3 separate regions of the Mus musculus genome follow, and all the other regions are linked to region 3. Evidence: chromatin contacts called from public HiChIP or PLAC-seq data. All regions are on one chromosome and are shown on one strand. Each heading gives the region's core, a stretch centred on a gene start, on an enhancer-like site or on the middle of the called end of the contact. The rest is flanking DNA. Distances are from core to core; before and after follow the strand shown. Region 1 holds the start of Krtap31-2 (keratin associated protein 31-2). Region 2 holds the start of Krt17 (keratin 17). Region 3 holds the start of Krt10 (keratin 10).

What was found. HiChIP or PLAC-seq counts read pairs in DNA pulled down with a chosen protein or histone mark.
Region 1: an H3K27ac HiChIP or PLAC-seq map of embryonic stem cells shows a contact between it and region 3, with 5 times the contacts expected there. The contact joins the promoter of Krtap31-2 here to the promoter of Krt10 in region 3. A contact is called at or near these places in 3 of 39 promoter capture datasets (the 3T3-L1 cell line, liver and macrophages) and 2 of 115 datasets of contacts at active chromatin or transcription factors (embryonic stem cells and stem cell-derived neural progenitor cells).
Region 2: a contact with region 3 is called in an H3K4me3 HiChIP or PLAC-seq map of stem cell-derived neural progenitor cells, with 11 times the contacts expected there. The contact joins the promoter of Krt17 here to the promoter of Krt10 in region 3. A contact is called at or near these places in 16 of 39 promoter capture datasets (the 3T3-L1 cell line, the C10 cell line, the HPC-7 cell line and 10 more), 1 of 15 datasets of contacts at CTCF or cohesin (the NIH/3T3 cell line), 8 of 484 Hi-C or Micro-C datasets (B cells, CD4 T cells, colorectal tumor organoids and 4 more) and 17 of 115 datasets of contacts at active chromatin or transcription factors (SST interneurons, bone marrow-derived macrophages, craniofacial prominence and 7 more).

What each region holds. Positions count from the first base shown.
Region 1 is chr11:99,935,021-99,939,472 of GRCm38.p6, forward strand. It overlaps Krtap31-2 (keratin associated protein 31-2), which reads left to right and starts at 1,271. Exons shown (of 1, transcript NM_001025244.3): 1 at 1,271-2,205. The coding sequence starts at 1,324. The coding sequence ends at 1,857.
Region 2 is chr11:100,258,124-100,262,374 of GRCm38.p6, forward strand. Krt17 (keratin 17) reads right to left here and starts at 2,906. Exons shown (of 8, transcript NM_010663.3): 1 at 2,411-2,906; 2 at 1,572-1,654; 3 at 1,050-1,206; 4 at 286-447. The coding sequence starts at 2,842.
Region 3 is chr11:99,386,575-99,390,677 of GRCm38.p6, forward strand. It overlaps Krt10 (keratin 10), which reads right to left and starts at 2,790. Exons shown (of 8, transcript NM_010660.2): 1 at 2,165-2,790; 2 at 1,436-1,518; 3 at 924-1,080; 4 at 656-817; 5 at 424-549; 6 at 1-174. The coding sequence starts at 2,758.

The DNA of each region.
Region 1 (4,452 bases), core at 21-2,520, 550 kb after region 3:
GCCAATGAGCTGTGTCAAATTCATCCAGCTGAAAAGTACACAGGAATCAGAGCAAGCAAACTTGGGGTCAGGATGGTGAAGATTGTCACAATCATCCTATGAACAAAGACAGAATGATTTTGATTGGCATTGAGGTTAAACATGATGCCCAGGACTGGACGACAAACAGACCCTGGATGGTAGTAGGAACAGCCTTTGGGGGTGAGTGACATGAAATGATTTGTAGGAACTGGGTTGGTTTCCATTTCTTTAATACTGGTATGGCTGTGTTTGCTCTTTATTCTCTCAAATGAGAAATTAATAATTTACATTTATTAGTATGAGTAGTAGAAAAGGAAGGGGGCATATCTTGGTCCTCACAGGTGAAATGGGTAATAAATTAGGTACATGATTCCTTCATGGAATAGAAAGAAAAGAAATGGAAACTGAAGGAGAAAGGCCGGACAGAGAGATAGGGTTAGAAGTAAAAGAGAATCATGGGAAAGATCACCAGTCTAAGATCCTTGATGCTGCAGACAGCCCCTGTGCACTGGAGTCATCTTGCCCACTCCAGTTTGTCTGGCTCTAAAGCTAAAAGTACATCTACCCCAGGAGCTGCCCCAGTCAGAGTCAAGACTCATGCTCACCCACACATCCCCTGATGTCTGCTTATTCCTAAGTGCTGGGTGTTTGTTTGTTTGTTCCTTCGTTTGCTTGTTTTCATTCCTCCAGTATTGGTTTACTATGCTTACTCTGCTATGAAACACATTGTTCCAGAAACCCTAGCTCACAGCACCCTTACTATGCCTCAGATACACAGTGAGAGGAATTTACACAGAGATTGACAGCTAAGACAGTTTGGAATTGGACATTGCGGGCAAAAAGACAGGGAAATAGGTGTGGAGTCCATGATTGTGAATACACCACACTCATATGCAGAGACATTTATACTTCTAAGTAGGGATATGGGGAGAAGGTTGCAAGAATACAGTAATCTTGATATTGCCATACAGTCAGGAGCTAACGAAGGCCCAGATGACCATCAGAGTTATAACAAAACTGGTGGGATGAATCCCTGATTTGTTGGAAAAACTTCAAGTAAGTCTTCAAGTAAGTTATCACCAGATAAGTAATGAATGCTTGCAAATGATTCAGAGCATTGGGTAAGGAATTCTTCCTTGATGAACACAAATTAAATATGGAAAATAATAAACAAGAAAGAAACCTCCTTCTGATTGGTCCAAACCTTGGAGGCCTGTTGTATAAAAGGCCCTGACTGGAAGAACTTGCTACATTGTGTAAAACTCACCTGGGAATAGACTATCACCCTCCTCTCCTGACACCATGACCCACACCTGTCAGCCATGCTGCTGCAAGACCACCTCCTGCAGGACCTCCAGCAGCTCTGAATCCAGCTCTGAATCCAGCTGCCCTGTGTTCATCTGCTGCGCCCCAAGTTGGTGCAGCACACCCTGTTGTTGCAAGTCTATCTGCTGCCACAGCACCAAGACTGTCAACAGCTGTTCCCAGCTGTGCTGTCCACCAACCTGCTGTGACCCTGCCTCCTGTGACAGCAACTGCTGCAAGCCAACCTGTGTGACCATCTGCTGCAGCACACCTTGCTGCCAGCCCAGCTGCTGCGTGCCCACCTGCTGCCAGCCTAGCCTCTTCCAGCTCTGCTGCCAACCAACTTGCTGTGAAACCAGCTGCTGCAAGACCATCTCCTTTAAACCCTCCTGTGTGATCATTGGCTGCAGCACACCCTGCTGCCAGCCCTGCTGTGTGTGCCCATCTCCCACTGATGACCAGCTCCCAAAGGAACAAAGCCATGCTCCTGCGAGAGCTGGCATGCCCTGTGTGCACGAAGCCACCTCTTAACCTTTGCTGGCCAACTTCATGTTCTCACCAGGGGACCTGACAAATGGAGTCTTTCTTAAGAGATGAAATGCTTTGAGAAAGGATGGAGTCCCTCACCCTCAGCCTCTCATCTCCTGAGACTGTGGATGGTCTTCCTGGATGGCTGATATGAAGGTCTGGCATCAGTTAAAGTTCTGGGCCAGGATCTTTACATCTTTCATCAAATAACTTCCTAAAATGTAACTTTATTTAACCTGTATTTTCTTCTGGGTTACCCCCAATTTTTGTGTACTCTTTTTCTTCTTTCTGCTCACTTCCGATTTGTATCACTAGAAACAAGTAATTCAAATAAACTCTCTGCTGCCATTCATTCCATATTGTCTGTCATTATATTTTGATAAGTCACTTCATGTCAAATCTACTTAATCAAAAGATGTTTAAATACTCAACGAGGCTCCCTTGTATCAGTGACACTCAGCATGCTGTTCAACATCAGATCCATGAAAGGTTTTTATCTGGCACAAATGAAATCTAATACCAACTGATTGCTATCTTCATAGTTCCTCCAACCTCTGCTCCCATAAACCAATGGTCTGTTCCCTTCTTTTCTGTCTGGCTTTTATACACATCATTTAAGCGGATCACATAGCTGACCCATCCAGCAGGTCCAGTTATTCGAGAGTCTCGAGGGGACCTTCTCCTAAGAACCAAATTGGGGGATAGAGAGAGACGAGAACCTTGTGCGAATAATGACACAGAAACGTTCTGAGTTTGCATCAAGGTTCCAATGTATTAGCCAGGCCCAAGGTTTAAATGCACAAGCAAAAGGGGAAGTACCTTTCAGCAGGAAGGATGGGGCAGTAGAATTGCACAAGCAAGAGGGGAAGTACAGGTACTTATCAGCGGGAGGGGTGGGGCAATAGAATTGCACATTCTTTAGGCAGTTACACGGGGAAGCAGGAACTTGGCGGTATCAGAGTGTGGTCAGGACATCCGCGATGACTTAGGGCTGGAACATTCTGTGGTTGTTCTCAGAACAGTGTGTTGTGGCCCGCTTTTGACCCCCTTGTCTTCTCGAAGGGAGAGGCCCAATTCAGAGATCAGGACAATTGTGTTGTCTTAATGGCTCCCAACACATAACAATGGCCTCCTATCATATTTTCTTTGTCTATTTACTTGTTAATGGACATCTCAGTTTCCACACATTTTATCTATTGTTCATGGGACTGGCATAAATGTGCAAGTGTCAATAACCCTTTAATATTCTAACTGTACTGATTGTTAGCAAATGGCTGCGGATGAGATTATCACATTGAGTGGCATAAATCAAACACAGAATGACAAATTATCAGCCAAGCTCTCTCATTTGTAAGCTCAAGATTTTATAAAGAAACTTCAAATCCTACGGGTTGTCTGTGAGAAAGAGGGATAACTAGTTGGGGCATGGGGAGGGGGGATGGAAGACTAAATATCTTCAAAATACATTAGTACATGATAGATTTAAAAGGACTTTATAGAGTCCTTCACTACATTCAATAAACAGCCAGAAGTAAAATTTTAAATTTAAATTTAAAAAGGTTCTGATTTCAGTTAACTTAACTGAGATATAGCTACTGAGTCACAAATTACTTTTATATTTATTTATTTGTTTGTGTGCTTGCTTGCTTTCTCGCTTGTTGCAGAATCTTTGTCATGTTCTGCACCCCTACCACTCTGCTTCATGTCCTACTGCTGGGTAAGGGACCCAGTTTCTGGGACTAGAGAGATGGATCAGTGGTTAAGAGCATACCTTGCTGATAAAGAAAACCTACATTCAGTTCCCAGCATCCACACAGCAGCTACAACCACCTGTAATTTTAGGTCCAGACTACCTAATACCCTCTTCTGACATCCCTGGGCACCAGCCATGCATGTAGTATACATACATGCAGGCAGGCAAGACACTCATATACATAAAATATAATAAATGAATCTTTTAAAATTTTTCAGAAGTTTAAAGAGTCCTAATCTCCACATAGTTGTCAATACTTTCTTAATCTCTTCTTTTTCTGATACTAGGCAGACAACATTCTAATCCAGCAATCGTTATCCAGCTAAATAATATTTCAGTGTTTGGCTTATCTCATGCTATCAGGGCAAAACAAAGGAGTCAACCAAGGAACAGTGTCCCTCCACTGTGCTGCCCTGAGTGAGGCACTAAGACCGTGTAACTCCATCCTCCCTCTGGATCTGTTATCTGTAGAGAAATGGCATTCCTTCCCACTAACCACACCAGGGCCTGCTCTCCTAAGAACAGAGCTGTGGATCTGATGATAATCTGGAAGCATCATTTTTTTTTTTTTTTTGGCTATATTTAGTTAGCAAGAGCACACCTCCAACTTCTCTCCAGTGAGTTTAGCTGACAAGTCCTTAAACAGAGTTTGACTTTTTAAGTGAAAAAAGACCAAAGGCAGAATGCTATAACATGTACATTCTCAAAAGAAATATCAAAATATGCAAAACATTAGTGTGCTACTATGGGTCCTGGCACAGACCCTTTACAGTATGGCTATATGTCCATAAGATGCCTTTGCACACAATAGCTCTGTAGATACTTGGGCTGCTTCTCTCTCTCTC
Region 2 (4,251 bases), core at 1,656-4,155, 870 kb after region 3:
TTTAAGAACCAGCCAGGACATGTAGCCCAGCCTCTGATGCTGATTCCTAGCTTCTTAAAGAATGATGGAAATCCCCAGGGTCTTTACCCGCAGTGTTGTTTCCACAAGGCACCTCCCACTCATCCCCCCAGATGACTGGCTAGCTAACACCAGCTCTGTTGATGCCACAGGCAATCCTGACTCTGTAGAGTCCACATAGTTTGACCAGGTAGGGCACCCCTAAGGTGACAGGTTATTGTTGGGGCTCAGGACCCTGAGGCCTGTCTGGATTGCAGCTGCTCTCACCTTGCTGAAGAACCAGTCTTCGGCATCCTTGCGGTTCTTCTCCGCCATCTTCTCGTACTGATCACGCATCTCTGACAGGATGCGGCTCAGGTCCACACCGGGAGCGGCATCCATCTCCACGTTGATTTCGCCGCCCACCTGGCCTCTCAGAGCATTCATCTCCTGTGAGAAGAGGGGATGAAGATGTGGTCCTTGGGGCCAATGTTGACCCTACAGACCTAAGCCTTCCCTAGCCCACATTTAGGTCTAAGTCCCTTCCTAAAGACCTTTGGATCTACCCAGCCTCTTCCCTCTGACCCTCCTATGATTTGTTGGTTTGTTTGTTTGCTTGTTTGTTTGCTCTGTGTGGACTCGATGCCCACCTTCACACTGTGCCTCCCTCATTACACAGAGGGTATTCCAGAGACATCTGATTCTAGTCCTTTGCCCAAAAAAACCTTCCCTTCCAATCTCCAAATGCCTTTGTGCAGTCCAAGTTTAAGAGTTGGAACTAAAACAAGCGCTTGGGCCTCTCCCTCTTCCTCTGTCACTGTGAGTGAGGCAGGGAGAGGAGGGAAGGCCTCTCTGAGGCCCAGCAGGTCCCTAAGATGCAGGGATGTGTGGAAGCTCTGGACCACAGGAATGAAGACTCTAAAGAAAAAGGGCAGCCCTATGGGATGACTAAACTCAACAAGCCCTCTCGCCCACGCCCTCCACTGCAGGTAACCCCAGGGCTCTGCCACCCACTCCTCATCTTCTTTGACCTGCTGACCCTGACTCCTCACCTCCTCGTGGTTCTTCTTCAGGTAGGCCAGCTCCTCCTTGAGATTCTCAATCTGCATCTCCAGGTCGGCTCTGGCCAGGGTCAGCTCATCCAGCACCCGGCGCAGGCCATTGATGTCGGCCTCCACGCTCATGCGCAGAGCCTGCTCTGTCTCAAACCTGCAATGAAAAACCAGAGACCTCAGGCCAGGATGCTCTAACAACATAGGTCTCTGTCCTGGTGTCATCTCTGCCTTCCCTTTGCCAAAGCCAGAACAACTGAGAGAGGATCAGAGGGTGGGATGGAAGCAAGTTGCAACCCTAACCCCAGGGACAACCACAAGACAAGACCCCATGCCCACTGGCTTCCTGACTCCTCCTCTGCTTCCCCCTCCCCCAGCTACCTTCAGAAGAGGCTGTCTTTGCTCATCCAACTAACGGCTCAGCTCATAACTCCCAGGCCCTCTCCCCTGTCCTCTGAGAAGTCATAGGGTAAGGGAAGCTGCCCCAGAATCCCCCTCAGCTTGTAACCCTCTGGGACTCACTTGGTACGGAAGTCATCGGCTGCCAGACGAGCATTGTCAATCTGGAGCAGGATGCTGGCATTGTCCACGGTGGCCACAAGGATCTGGAGAGATGACAAAGCAATAGGTCATTGAGTTTAGCATGGGTCAACCCAGGTCCACGTTCTGAGCCAGGCTTCCTGGCTGGAGGCTGGGATTCACTGCTTTCAGAGAAAACCCCTTTTCCTGCCAGCCACTCCCTACGCAGTGTTGCCCTTGTTGGCAGAGATGGACTGATGGGAGGGAGTCCAATGAGATGAAGCTTAGTGCTGTCTGCTCATGCCGACCCTCCTGGTGCCAGTCTCAGCCTGAGGGCTGAAGAGGCCTCAAGCTGGAAGGTGGAAGGAGTTAGATAATGTTGGAATATCCTTAGGGACAAAAGGAAATGCCAAGGAAGCCAGAAAAGAAAAGTCCCCAGAGCCTTCCCACAGGAGTCCACTGCCCTACCCCTCTCCTGCTTCCTCTCTTAGCATTGCTGTGGGGCACACTCTCAGAACCCAACCCCCAAGCCCCTTCTTCCTGGGACACTCACAAATCTAGCTCCACTCTACGGAACCAGCCCTCCACCTAGATCATGATTCCACCTCCTAGACCATGATGTCTCACAGTCTAGGCATCAATGACACGAAGACTGCTCCAGGAGGAAACAGACACTCAAAGGAGCCTCACAATGCCAGCTTGTTCCTGGCCCAGCCAGTTGCCCCTTCAAAGGGAAATGGGTCAAACTAGAACCTAGAGACCCTGTGGCAGCCCCAGTTGACTCCAGGCCTTGATGAGGGCAGGAGGTGGGTGGTTTATGCCCCTCCCGCCAGCAATCCTACCTTGTTCTTCAGATCCTCAATGGTATGGTAATAAGCGCTGTAGTCTCTGGCTGGCCCCGGGGCCTGCTTCTGGTACCAATCTCGGATCTTCACCTCCAGCTCAGTGTTGGCCTCTTCCAGGGCACGCACCTTGTCCAGGTAGGAGGCCAGGCGGTCATTGAGGTTCTGCATGGTGGCCTTCTCCCCTCCAGCCAGCAGCCCATCGACACCCCCAAAGTTGCCTCCATAACCACTGCCAGTGCCAAAGCTGTAGCAGCTGGAATAACTGTTGCTCCCAAGAGCACTACCCAGGCCACTAGCTGACCCCAGCCTGCAGGAGCCTGCACCCAGGCTGCCAGACAGTCGGCAGGAGGTCCGAGATGAACCTCCACCCAGGCCAGAGGAGCCCTTGATAGAGCTGGAGGAGGTAAACTGGCGGATGGTGGTGGTCATGGTGGCAGCGGGCAACGGATGTGGAGCTGGAGGGCTTGGGAGGAAGAGAGGCGCCAAGATGCGTGCTGCGCTGGGGCTCGCCTGCTTCCTTTATAGGGCAGCCAGTGGGCGTAGCGATTACAACAGGCTCTCCGCTGTTTCCATTCCCCTGGGCTTTCATCACCCCTGGACACCCGCCAGCTCCCAGGTGGCTATGGGCCCCCTCCCCTCCCACCTCTGGGCTCTGCTTCATTTCACCAAACCCTGTCCTGGGTATCATGGTCGTGTGTGTGTGTGTGTGTGTGTGTGTGTGTGTGTGTGTGTGTGTGCATGTGCGTGTGTCGGTCTGTCTGTCTCTGGTCTCAAGCCTGTCACCTGTGATTCAGGCAGGCCCTCCAGCTACGCTTTCCCATGACCTAATACGGACAAGAAGAGCTGGCGACATCACCTCTACCCAGCCCTCCCAGGCAGCTGCCACCCCAGTTTGATGGGAAATGAGGTAGGGAGTTAGGCACCCCACACACCTGAGGTGTCTTTCCTTCCCATCGTGCCACTACCCGCGTGTGAAAAGCCTGGATCTGGGGATTGGGGAAATCAGAAAGACCAAGTACACATCCTGACTTGAGAACTAGGTCTATACCCGCCAGGCCCACCACACAACACAGAAACTACCTCAAGCCTCCAATTGCCAACCTGGGCAGGAAATCAGAGCTTAGCAAAGAATGTGATGTCCAAACAGGCCCAGTTCACTCAAGCCGTGGGCTGGCATAGCACATCCTTTTGCTCGTCACTAGCTGCATCACCCCTGACCCAGGAATCACCCCTCTGAGCAGTCCCAACACCCAGGGATAAGGCCCATTCTTGCCAGTTTTCTGAAACTGTCCCCATCCCTGAGTCCCTTAGGAAGCCCAGACTTCCCTTTTAGATTTTTCTCTACTTCCTTCCTACAGTACAGCTTCCAGGACCAGGTGGGCAGACACGAGCTCAGCTAAAGTTCCAGGGAAAACAGAGCTATGCATAGGAGACTCCCTTATGAAAGGGAGTCTGTAGGGACCATGAATGAGTTGTTTCCTTTCACGTTCCTTACCCTTTTCTGTATCCTGATAGACCTAAGAGGATAGAACAGCTCAGGTCCCAACCAGAGGGAAGCAAAAAAAGATATCGCTTAACACTCTTACCCCACCCCATTCATGCCAGGTTCCCCAAGACAAAGACCACAGCATGATTCCCCAGGGTGGGCCACAGGCCCCACCCCCTAGCTCCACCTAGCCCCACCCACTATCCTAAGCCCAGCCCTCAGTCCCAGGGTCCTGGGAGGCCTGCTGGGCGGAATGAGGTCTTGTTTCAGACTGCCAATGGGTTCCTCCTCCCAGACAGGTCTAGACAGCCCCCATCGGCAGCTGGGAGAGGTTTCCCCAATAGCCCAGGCG
Region 3 (4,103 bases), core at 1,540-4,039:
CTCCAGTCGGGTCTTGATGTCTAGGAGTTGTTGGTACTCGGCGTTCTGGCACTCGGTCTCAGCCCGAATCTGTTGCAGCTGTTCCTCCAGGGCGGAGATCTGGCTTTGAATCTGGGAGAGCTGCACGCAGTAGCGACCTTCTGTTTCTGCCAAGGAGGCTTCCAGCGATTGTTTCTGAGAAGAAGGGTTTATTAAGGTGAAACATGGGATTCAGGAAGACCTCGTAGAAGGAAAGTAAATTAGGATTCGTGCTAGGCTGCACTGCCAAAGTTTGAGCAGGACTGCCTCCATGTGAGCAGTTCTTTTTTTTCCCCCCACACGCCCACAAGCTGCAATTTCGATTCTAATTTCTTGCCCCCAAGTCATTTTTAGCATGAACAATTGCAGGATAAAATAGAAGCCAGGTTATAAGATTTAACGTACCAGGGCCAGCTGGGACTGTAGTTCAATCTCCAGACCCTGAACAGTACGTCTCAATTCAGTGATTTCAGACTTATGGCTGGACATTTGTTCAATGTTGCTGTCGATTTCTGTGGTGAGTTCCTTGCTCTAGAGGATCAAAAAAAAAAAAAAAAATAGGGAAAAGATGAGACCATTTGGGCATGCTAAGAAAAGCTCCATGGGCTTCACTAAGAAGGGTGATTGGCTAGTTTACCTTCTGATTGAACCACTCTTCAGCATCCTTGCGATTCTTTTCTGCAAGTTGTTCGTATTGGTTTCTCATGTTGTTCAGCAGCTGAGTCAGGTCAACCCCTGGGGCAGCGTTCATTTCCACATTCACATCACCAGTGGACACATTTTGAAGGTCTCTCATTTCCTGTTTGAGGAGCAGTTAGATTTAATTAGTGAGTACACCACGACCCAGATGAGCTTTTTTTTTTTTCTTTAAAAGGGGGGAATGTAATTATGTAAATTTGTGTCACCTCTTCGTGGTTCTTCTTTAGGTAGGCCAGCTCTTCGTTCAGACTTTCGATCTGCATTTCCAGGTCAGACTTGCTAAGGGTCAGCTCATCCAGTACCCTGCGCAGGCCATTGATGTCGGCCTCCACGCTCTGGCGCAGGGTCACCTCATTCTCGTATCTGAAGCAAGCAAGATACAAACACTGAATATACAGGAGGATGACGGTATACCTGGATATACACGGACTACAGTGCAGATACAGATTTGGTTTCATGTCATGGCAACATTCATAATACACGAATTCATGTAGGAATATTAATTAATATAGTTTGATTTGAAGAAAGCTGTCACTTTAAAACACACCCTCCTTTAACGATTGCCCAAAAGATATGACAATTAAATTAAAAAAAAAAAACAAACAGCTTAGCACTGTTTCACTCCAGATGAGTTCAGGAGAGTGTAAAAGCTGTTGTGGGCATCCAGGAGCATTGTTGGAAGCCCCTGCTGTGTGTGCACCACATCCACATAGCTTACTTCAGCCTGAAGTCATCAGCTGCCAGGCGGGCATTGTCAATCTGCAGCAGCACGTTGGCATTGTCAGTTGTCAGGGTGAGGATCTGAGGGGAGAGACACACGTTATTGAAAAGATCAGGTGGGCTTCTGGCTTCTCAGGTTAGCATAGGTGAGTTGCATTTTAGATAGTTCTCTGACAAACTAAACATGGACTGTCCCAGACTTGCCCATACTTCCCCTCAGGTCTTTCAGGACCTTTATGGCTATGGTTGCTTTTTGAGCACTGGCTGGGATTGTACTATTCCTGCAGCCGACCCTTTCCTTTATAGTATGTGATTTGTTTGTGTTGCAGCTAACTTTTGAGTGACTCATGTTTGTATCTGTTTAACTTGTTATAAATACTTCTAGGGGTGAATTTATACATATCTATACATATATATGCATATATGTAACATACTCATTTAAAATTATCTTAGCTCCCACACTTATGTATGACCTAGCCTATTTTAACTGTGAACTCGCATATGTGTGTTAAAACCTATAAGGTTCTCAGTAGTCTGTCATCCTGGACGACAGGCAACACACATGCTAGATGACACATTGCCATAAATATCTTTGATGAGGCCTGGTTACACTAGACATGAAAAGGTAACAGGGAAGAGACAGCAGTCAGCTGTGCCACACTTGGCATAGCTTCCTCTGCATTGCATGCCTAGGAACGATGGAAAGCCGGAGTCTGAAGCGCCTTACCTGCCCCTTAAGGTCCTCGATGGTTTTGTAGTATTTGCTGTAGTCCCGGGGCTCTCGCTGGCTTGAGTTGCCATGCTTCTCGTACCACTCCTTGATTTTACCCTCCAGCTCGTAGTTTGACTCTTCCAGAGCCCGGACTTTGTCCATGTAGGAGGCCAGGCGGTCGTTCAGGTTCTGCATGGTCACCTTCTCGTTTCCGGAGAGAAGGCTGCCACCATCTCCTCCGAATCCACCACCGCCAAAGCCTCCTCCATAGCTACCGCCACCAAAGCTGCCTCCACCGAAGCTGCCACCTCCACCGAAGCTGCCACCCCCAAAACTGCTACCTCCATAGCCTCCCCCAAAGCTGCTTCCTCCATAGCCTCCCCCAAAGCTGCCTCCTCCTCCAAAACCTCCGTAACCACCTGATGAGCCCCCAAAGCAACCTCCCCCAGAGCTCCCACGGCTAAAAGAGCCACCGCTGAAGCCTCCTGAGCTATACCCTCCACCAAGAGAGCCCCTGGTGCTGGAAACCCTGACGGATCCACCACCGCCTCCTCCTCCACTGCGGGAGGAAGAGAACTGCTTGCTGCTGGAGCTGTATAGAACAGACATGGTGGTGTAGTGTAGCCCAGGGAGTGCCTGCTACCAAGGACAGTGCCGAGCCTTTATATACTGAGAGGGCGTGTCTCACAGGTGCTAGGCTTTGCTTACTTGCATGGTTTTCTTTTTGCCAGCATAGCATCTTTGGCTTATGATTGCATAAATTATCTTCAGTAATAACCAATACCTTTTCAATGCTTTTGAATTTGCCCTGAGTACAGATGGGAAATTTGCTATGTTGAAACTGAGAATGGGTGGAGTTCACATGAGTACATTTTACCTTTTGAAGATCATTGAGTAACTATTAAAAATCTAATTTTCTAATGTTAATTTAGCTTGTACTTAGTACTTGCTAGGTTCAAAAAGTAAAAGAACTTTGCTTATAAATTGTAGTTGAAATAAGGATTTTTCAAATTCCTGTTTTAGATAGCTTTGCGAATTGCAGTAAGTAGCAAGTGTGCTGAAATTGAGCTGTAAGAAGGATCTTGAAGTAAGTAAAAAATAGGATATGGTGAACTATTAGTGTTAAGAAATTGCCACATTTAAGAAGCAAGATTTAGGAAATTATATGTATGTATATGTAATATATATGTGTACATATAATATATAGTATATATTAATATATGGGATATATCACGTATACGTAAGAGATTATATATATGTATCTTGAGAGTATATTCATATTTCTTGCTTAGGGAACTGTACACAGGAATGACTATGGAATCTTTAAATTCTTGACAAAACCATGAACTTATTCTGCTTCATACTTTTCAGTTCATGGTTCGGGTGCCTGTGAAGAGCATGGGGCAGGGATTCTAAGCACGGGTGCCTGTGAAGAGCATGGGGCAGGGATTCTAAGCACGGGTGCCTGTGAAGAGCATGGGGCAGGGATTCTAAGCACGAGAACCGAGGAACTAACCTGAAGTGCCTTAAGCTCCGGGCTGATTACAAAGAGAGGTTTATTGCACGAAAAGTTTTCTTGTAGCTACATAAATTTAGGTTACAGACTGGCACTTGGTTCAGGACTTTTAGGACAGACTTGTACTTCTGTTTCCAAGCTAGATTTCCCCTCTCAGTAAACAAGAAAAACATATTTCCCTTGGATACACTGTGCTCAGACTTCAGTGGGACAGTATCCAGGGAAGTATTTAATTGGGACTTTACATGACATAAATTTATTTTATAACTACCCATAGGCTATGACATTGCTCTTGTTAAAATATATCACATATATAGTTATATGTATAGATTCACACATGTTTTAGAATTATGTAATGCTTTTTTGAGATAGGTCAATTTAAAAATCTCTAGAACAATGCACTGATAGGGCTAGCTGTTACAGTCTCAATTTTGTCAG